Linked DNA regions of Zea mays: all the other regions are linked to region 3. Evidence: chromatin contacts called from public Hi-C data. All regions are on one chromosome and are shown on one strand. Each heading gives the region's core, a stretch centred on a gene start, on an enhancer-like site or on the middle of the called end of the contact. The rest is flanking DNA. Distances are from core to core; before and after follow the strand shown.

The links. Hi-C and Micro-C count contacts between places; a contact is called where the count stands out from the background.
Region 1: a contact with region 3 is called in a Hi-C map of leaf, with 4 times the contacts expected there. The contact joins the promoter of LOC103637799 here to the promoter of LOC100500707 in region 3. A contact is called at or near these places in 2 of 25 Hi-C or Micro-C datasets (ear and leaf).
Region 2: a contact with region 3 is called in a Hi-C map of bundle sheath, with 2.6 times the contacts expected there. The contact joins the promoter of LOC103637801 here to the promoter of LOC100500707 in region 3. A contact is called at or near these places in 2 of 25 Hi-C or Micro-C datasets (bundle sheath and leaf).

What each region holds. Positions count from the first base shown.
Region 1 is chr9:3,566,640-3,569,456 of Zm-B73-REFERENCE-NAM-5.0, reverse strand. LOC103637799 (O-fucosyltransferase family protein) reads left to right here and starts at 1,540. Exons shown (of 10, transcript XM_008660846.4): 1 at 1,540-1,924; 2 at 2,674-2,763. The coding sequence starts at 1,646.
Region 2 is chr9:3,635,877-3,638,576 of Zm-B73-REFERENCE-NAM-5.0, reverse strand. It overlaps LOC103637801, which reads left to right and starts at 1,430. Exons shown (of 1, transcript XM_008660848.4): 1 at 1,430-2,207. The coding sequence starts at 1,727. The coding sequence ends at 1,969. It also overlaps a transcript of LOC100383435 not described here.
Region 3 is chr9:3,415,427-3,418,126 of Zm-B73-REFERENCE-NAM-5.0, reverse strand. LOC100500707 (anthranilic acid methyltransferase 1) reads left to right here and starts at 1,346. Exons shown (of 4, transcript NM_001196309.2): 1 at 1,346-1,719; 2 at 1,828-2,259; 3 at 2,444-2,700. The coding sequence starts at 1,639.

The DNA of each region.
Region 1 (2,817 bases), core at 291-2,790, 150 kb before region 3:
GGTGCTTTCAGGCAAGTCCATCCATATGTGTTATATGTACTTCGGTAAACATGCGAATCCATCTCATATCAAATGCTCATGACAGGGACTGGCCAGTTGACAGGCTGAAAGATGTAAAAGTAGCTGACGCTTTAACTACATCACACTGGCCATTAAGCGAACCATCTTAACTAGCTGTTACTTCAATTGTTCTGGTGGTACGTAGGTAGTAGTAGTATTTGATTAATTGGTTTGATTATTCCAGGATTTAGCCCCAGTTTGGCACAGCTTACCTTCAGTAGTCAAATTTCTAGCAACTTTCTAGGTGAAGCTAAGCTGTTTTGCAAGAAGTGTTTCGCAAAACAGCTTTACCAACAGCTTAGAGAAAAATAAGGGAGAAAACCATGAAAAGCTACTTTTCCCAGCTGAGCATAAAAAATAACTTCACCGATGAAGCTGTTTTGAAGAAAAAAAACAAGCGTTTGGCAAAAAAAGGTCATGAAACTGTTAGTGAAGCTGTGCTAAACAGATACTTATTCAGTTTAGCAGGATGCAGGAATCCTTGTTCTGATGACCCGTAGCAATAGCTACTTTTATATTTCGTACAGTGTATATGTACTACAATTTTGTATATTGATTTATACAGACTACTATTATTATATATTATGTACTTATGTAAATCGGTCTAAAAATATAAAACCAATTACTAAAAATGTAACAAGAATAAATGTTGATGTTAAAATAAAGATTACGCACCCAAAAGTTGAAGGACATTCCTTGACATATCTCATTGTTATGCAATACGCCTTCCTAAATTTCGCTGGATGATTCAAGTTTTTTTAAAAAAATTATTCATTCGCTGTCCATTTTATGCTCATTAATGGTATTTTTGTTTGTTACATTTATCGTATGTCATGACACTAGACCAGTGAGTGTAGCTTGGTGGATTGCCTAAAGTACTTCGCTGTGGTGGAGCATCTTGACAGCTATCGTTGTGACCGTTGTTGGCACATCATTGCTGCCAAATATCTTTCTCTTAGATCAAAAGTTGATGAGGTAATTATGTTCAACTTTGTATTAATTATCACTGCACTGGAAATTCTATTGCGCCCTTTGCAATGTTGAGTATGACAACTACATTGATAACTGTTACAGGAAAAGGTTAGCAAAGCTTCAATCCTGTGTCGACTGTGGCACTTGCAGTTGCAGGGATATGTTCCCCCTGGAGTCACTGCCATGTTCATCATCTTCACGAGCAACAAAGCAGCTGATTATCAGTCAGTGCCCGAAGGTATCCAAAATTTAAGTACTCGTTGAGACTCACATCAACTGTCATAAAATTAGGTAACACCTCAGTTGTTTCTCATCCAAATACCAGTGGAGACAAAGATGTGATTGTTGAAAGAACGCATCTAAGCCTTAACTTTGTAATACATATTAGCCAAGTAATGGTGCAGGAGTATTTCGTAAAATTGTAGGGCGCCCGAAGGGCGCCTTATGTTCTAGTAACAAAAAAGCTCTCCATCAAACTGCAGCTTAAAGTAATCCTACGGCGATCGCAGGATCTGACGAGTGACAAGGACGAGCCACAGCCACCCCGCGTCTCGTGCTCCTCTGCTCGCTGCCCAACGAACGCCGCGTGTCGTGATCCTAATCCAGCGCCGGAATGCCCGAGGTGGCAGCACCCCCGCCGCTACCGCCGCTGTTGGCGGTGGCGAGCTCCCCGGCGTCTGCTGCGCTGCCGCGGGCGAGGCGGCGGCAGCAGCGGAGGGGGTGGCGGCGCCCGCGCGGGTTGCTGGTCTGGGGCGCCCTCGTGGCCTTCTTCTTCATCATGAACTGGTGGATGTTCTCTCGACTTCAGGACCCCTCGGCGCGCCCGCACTTTCGGCTGAGGCGCCATGCGCCCCGCGCGTCCGCCACTGCCAATTCGTCGCTCTTGACTCTGGTAATGCCGCGGTTGGCCTCCTTTACTGACTGATGAGTGTCTAGTAGCTATCATCCGTGAGGTTGATGTGACTAGTTTGCTGGAGCGATTGATATAGGGTGATGACTCCGTAGATTTCAAAGGGTTAGCTTAGCCAAGTGTGGTTGTGGCGTTTCTTACTTCCACTTCTCAATCTCCCTTGGTCTGTAAGTTAATTTGCTTTGGGGGAGATCAGGAATGTTTTTAAGCTGTGTTAATGTAAAAATACTGCTAAATTGTTCAGTTGCAATTGTGTAATTCTACATCTAGCTTTTAATTCAGGCTAAGTCTCCAGTAACAGTCTTCATGGCATGACATTATTATGTTATCTTGCACCTAAAGCCACACACACCCACTCTATTTCAAACTGTTGGGGAATAGAAAGGATTGAACCAGTGTCGGAAGCTCTATATAGGTGGGGTCTGTGGAAGGATAAACCAAGACAAGTCTTCTCTTTGCGAATACAGAGATACTTGCTTAGTGAGATAACTCTCACCTGCCCTTACTGTATCAGAATAAAACAGACTTAAATATTATTTTGACCTTCTATCTGTCAAAACATTGGCATGTTTGGGGCAGATGCATCAATAGTTTCATACTTCACCTGTCTTTTAGTACGATCCGGGTTTTATAGTAACTGATAATATACTGTATGGTAAATCAATGGTCAACTTTTGGTGTTTATGTACATTCTTTCTAATGCATGGTTTTTATTACTGAGATGTTTTAAGGAAGAGGTGGCTCGTGCTGCTAAGGGGAAGAGGGCACATACGGTTATGCTCACCCAGTTGCTCGCTTTGGCAAGCCATGCTTTGGCAGAGGTAACATTCATAAATGCAGCTACATGCTCTTTACATATTCTGAACTGGGCATAT
Region 2 (2,700 bases), core at 181-2,680, 220 kb before region 3:
TGAGAGTTTTGCCCTTTCTAATAAGAAGGACAAAGTTATCTCGATGCTTGGGAGTAAAGAGTTCTCCGTCAAATCATTATACTCTAGTATCAAAAATGATACGGTGAAAGCCCCATATAAATTTCTTTGGAAAATCAAACTGCCTCAAAAAATAAAATTTTTCTTTTAGTTGCTGTTGAAGGATCGTATTTTGACCAAAGTAAATCTCTTAAAAAGAGGTTGGGTGGGTGCGCCCGATTGCAATTTCTGCGGAATTAGTGAATCCTCTAAGCATCTTTTGTTTAAATGTTCTGTAGCGAAATTTATTTGGAGAATTGTCCAGGTCGCCTTTAATCTGCCCTATACTCTTGCTAATGCTCCGCACTTATACGGTGACTGGATTCTGTCTTTTAATAAGTCAGTTCGCAATCTGGTGATGGTGGGCTGTGGGGCAGTTTTTTGGGCTATCTGGAGAATAAGGAATAATGCTTGTTTTAATGGCTTGTTGGTTTTTGATCCTATTGAAGTAATCTTTAGTTGCTGCTTTTGGCTCGATTCTTGGTCTGTTTTGCAGAGTGAGACAACAAAAAAGATGTTGTTGGAAGGGAGTGTGCGAATTCGAAGGACGATAAATAAGTTCTTTGCGCACGCGAATGGATGGGCGCCTATGTCGAGAAGGATCACGGGATGAAAAAAGTCTTACATATCTCTGGCTTAACGTTGTGAGGTGGCGGTTTAGTGGCTTTCGTTGAGTCACCGGGCTTCTGGATTGTAATACGTCGCTGTGCTTGTTTCTCTATGGTCTAAGTTCTTCTCGATCCTGAGTTTCGCTAAGTCGAGCTCAATAAAAACCCTAGGGATTTCGTTCTTTAGTAAGTCTGGTTAGTTGATGTCTACCTGCTAGGGCGTTGAAGACTATAGCTTCTTAATTAAAACTTCCCCATGTAAACCGTACTGTAAACGTATCCTGTGATCATGGAGCTTTTGTGCTCATATGAACACTTTAAATCTGGTACATTCATTTCTCATCCAGTGGCAGTGGCACACAAAAGAGATAGACGGCGTGGCGCAAAAAGGGCGGCACAGAAGAAATTAGGAAATATCTATTCACACTTGAATGAAAAATGAAGACACTAGATTTAAAGTACTCATATAAGCACAAGAGCTCAATGAATACAGGATATGTTACCGTATATGTTTCCTATTTTCTAATGAAACAGGGGTAATTCCCCTTCCTGTCAAAAAAAAAAAGCCAACTGGTCTCCTCCTTTCACCTCTCGCATCCTCATGGAGAGTCACTGACACGTGGGCCGTCGTCCCTGTCTGACCCCACGCGTCGGTGCCACAGCGGCAGGAAGCTTCCATGCCCGTGCCGAGCGCCGCCGTCGCTTGGTCACCTACTCACCTCCAGCTCCAAAGTCGCGGCGACACGCTTCTAGAACCGCGTCGCGGCGTGTATAACGAACGCATCATGCGTGAGGCCATGGACGATTTCATTTCCGAATCGATCCCTTCCCTTTCGGTCGCCACCTCTAGATTACCTCGCCTCAGCTGTCACCGACGGCGACGCGTTTCTTCGCGCAGCGCGCTGCGCCTTTAAAAACTCCCGGAGCCGGCCAGAGACCACGAGACAGAGCAGGCACAGAGTTCATTCACCGCCGGCTCCTTCATAGTTCATTCCCGAGGCAGAGATTTTTTTTGGGGGGTGAAGCACCGCGCAACTCCTTCTCAGTTCTCAGCGGCAGACATGCAGCGGAACAACTCGTTCGGGACGTCGTGGGCGGACCAGTGGGACTACGGCGGCGACCCGAGCCCGAGGGCGCCGCGCGACGGCGGCGTGGGGGAGAAGACCAAGGCGGCCGCGGCCACCGGCATGAGGAAGGTGAAAGAGGGCACGTCGCAGGGGTTCCAGTGGATCAAGGACAAGTGCCAGCGGAAGAACGGCGGCGGCAACAAGAAGCAGCAGGGCTCCGAGGTCCCTGGGTACTGACCCCTCCTGTCCTCGTCACGTCAGTGCTGTTGCTTGGCAGACAGCAGAATTTTCTAAATTTTTTCTCGGTTCTTGCTGTTGGTACGAATAGTATACTGCGTATAGGTTGTGATCTGATCTCGGTGCTGGTTGCAGTTGTAGAGTAGTTTCATCGTACCTGATATGTCTCCTTGATACTGAATTGGTCACTTCGATATATATAAAAGGATATTTATAAACTTGTATGTTCCTGCTCGTATTTTTCATCTAGACGTAGACGGAGGGCGATACCTTCATGAAACCACCACTTTTCGTGCCTCGTGTTGGTATACCTTCAGTAGGCTAATAAATTAATAATTTGTTTCGAGGTTAATTAAGTTTTAAATATCATGTTAGGCCGGTTGTTTCAAATCTCTAAAGCTAAAATTTAATGGCTGCTCCTACGCATTCGATCATCATGGACTTTCGTGGTGGCCTCAAGGGTGAGTCCCTAACTCCCTATACGTGAGAGCTTTCTCTAAAATCACGCACACAAAGACAGAATGACCTAAAACCTACAAATTAATGTTTGACCATGTATGTCTACATGCAACATGCGGATATTATTCAATGCACATGCAACATGGTTTCATATTTAAAATGTGAAAGAAGGTATTTAACATTTCTTTTTTCTAAGCATGTACTACCTCAGTTTTCGAATATTTGCCGTTCACTAGTTATTTTTGAACTGAACGGCGACAAATAAAAAAGAA
Region 3 (2,700 bases), core at 97-2,596:
GCTTCAGTGGCCCAGCAACCCTTACGTAATTCTTCTTGCAAGTGGAGGATAAGGACATCATCACTCATTTTCAAGTCACCCAATAGTAAAAAAGGTGGCATGTGGCACAGGGAGACAGCATAAATAAATTAGAGAAAGTGGCGTCATTCCAATGACACTTTTTGTTTGCTTGCTAAAAGGTAGCTACACCGACGCCGCGATCTCATCGTGACTCTTCTAAATGGCAATTTTATTTTTGTCTTTTATTTATTTGGAAATCAGTTTAAGTAAATTTGCATTTTCAGTTTATTGCGATGACGGTTCTATGGTTAGATTGTCGATTCTTTTTTTATGCGTTAATTTTATTGAGTTAGTTCAGATCTGTTCTGTTCTAATGAAACGTATACTATCTGCCAGTAGATCTGAGTTTTTTTGTTTTATACTGTATTGTCAATTTAATCTTAGGCCCTACCAATTTTTTCTATACTTATTTTATTTTTTTTCTTGGAAAAATATGAATCCCTTGTAAAAATAGAGTTCTTAAACTAGTTCTAAAATATATCTAACTGAGTTATGATATATTTTTTTTTTGCCTTTTCTCACTACGACGCTGCCGTCATAGTATCTTCAACCCAAATGGCTACAGATAAACAGGTCTCCTCATCCTTACTGTCATGCATCGGGAGAAGACTAATTGAGTTTTGTGAAACACTCTTGGTGTGAATGCTCTCCACTTCCACGGCGGGTAGTCTTCAACAATTCGAGTCAGGCGGTGCTATATGTCCATGCGTATTCGCTGTCAGCTGATCCGAGCACTTTATTTCTCCACAACAATGACCACCGGTAAGATACACACCCTATGATCTAATAATATCGTGGCTTTGTTTAACCTTACTAGTGTATAAGCTATGCTTACACTAGTATTTATGTTCATATATATATTGGTTAATCTAACTAGCTAGTATACGAGCTATGCTTATACTAGAATATATATGATATTGTCATGATTTATGTTCTGGTTTTAATCTAAATTTTTTAATTTGGAACAGATAAAGTATATATAATGTATAATACATATATGTATAAATAATCGAAATATTATTTTGCTAAAATAAAGAGGCATGGACGCCAGGCGGCCCAACCGTATCCGGCTTCAGTGGCCCAGCAACCCTTACGTAATTCTTCTTGCAAGTGGAGGATAAGGACATCATCACTCATTTTCAAGTCACCCAATCTGATAATACCCCTTCCTGGAAGGTCCAATGTATGTATGTTCCACGTGCTAGCACCCTTTGCCGAAATCTGCGTTGTGTGAGACATATGAATTAAGAGCTAGATCCATTATTGACACATGCATGCATGCTCTCAAATGCACAGATGCTCCATACCTCTCTCGAATCATAGCCTGACATATGTGCTATAATAATATGGAAAATTAATTATTAATATGTCTCTCTGTTCATATATGGCATGCAGCTGATGATTCACGTGCAATACATAGCGCGTTGTGCAGACGAACATGGCAAATTAAATTTGTCTATAAATTTAGCCATCGTCCACACAGCTTAAGATTGTAAAATTGTTGTGCTAGCTTAGCTTGTATGTGCTGAGCTTTGGCTCCCCCCGGCGCACCGCTGAAGCCTCGACTCGCAGGCAGCCATGCCGATGAGAATCGAGCGTGATCTCCACATGGCCACAGGGAACGGAGAAACTAGCTACACAAAAAATTCTAGGATTCAAGTAAGTAATTATTACTCTCTCAGCGTTATTTGTTTCCAGCACGCATGCAGCTGCATGCTTCTTCTGTTGCATATATAATGTTTCTGTTGGATGCATGCATGGCAACAGGAGAAAGCTATGTTTCAGATGAAGTCGGTCCTTGAGGAGGCCACTAGAGCAGTATGCACAGCTCTCCTCCCACAAACCATGGTTGTGGCCGACTTAGGCTGCTCATCCGGGCCTAACACACTGCGCTTCGTCACTGAGGTGACTAGAATCATAGCTCACCATTGCAAGCTGGAGCACAACCGACGACATGACCACCCGCCGCAGCTTCAGTTCTTTCTGAATGACCTGCCCGGTAACGACTTCAACAATCTCTTCCAGCTCATCGAGCAGTTCAATAAGTCATCGACGACACACAAGGGAGATGCAGCAACTGAGGCACTACAGCCTCCTTGCTATATCTCCGGATTGCCGGGCTCCTACTACACTAGGATCTTCCCTAGCGAAAGCGTTCATCTTTTCCACTCTCTGTTCTGCCTTCAGTGGCGCTCTCAGGTATGCATTCCCACAACCGTACCGCAAGAGATATGCAGTTCACCACTCACAAGTCTTACCTGTCAGAGCTTGTCTGTTGCTTGTCCGATCCATGCTTTTGAGTGTTTTAATTTGAAACAAACCTATATATAGTTGCTCTTTGTTTGACCGTCTTTTTTTTCTCTCTCTATGTATACATATACAGGCACCAGAGCAATTGAAGGGCACCCAAAAATCATGCCTAGATATCTACATCACAAAGACTATGTCACCATCGATGGTGAAGTTGTTTCAACATCAGTTTCAGAAGGACTTCTCCCTCTTCCTCAGGCTACGCTATGAGGAACTCGTGTCTGGTGGCCAAATGGTTCTAACATTTATTGGAAGGAAGCATGAGGATGTGTTCGCTGGAGAGTCCAACCATCTTTACGGATTGCTTGCGCAGTCACTGAAATCCCTAGT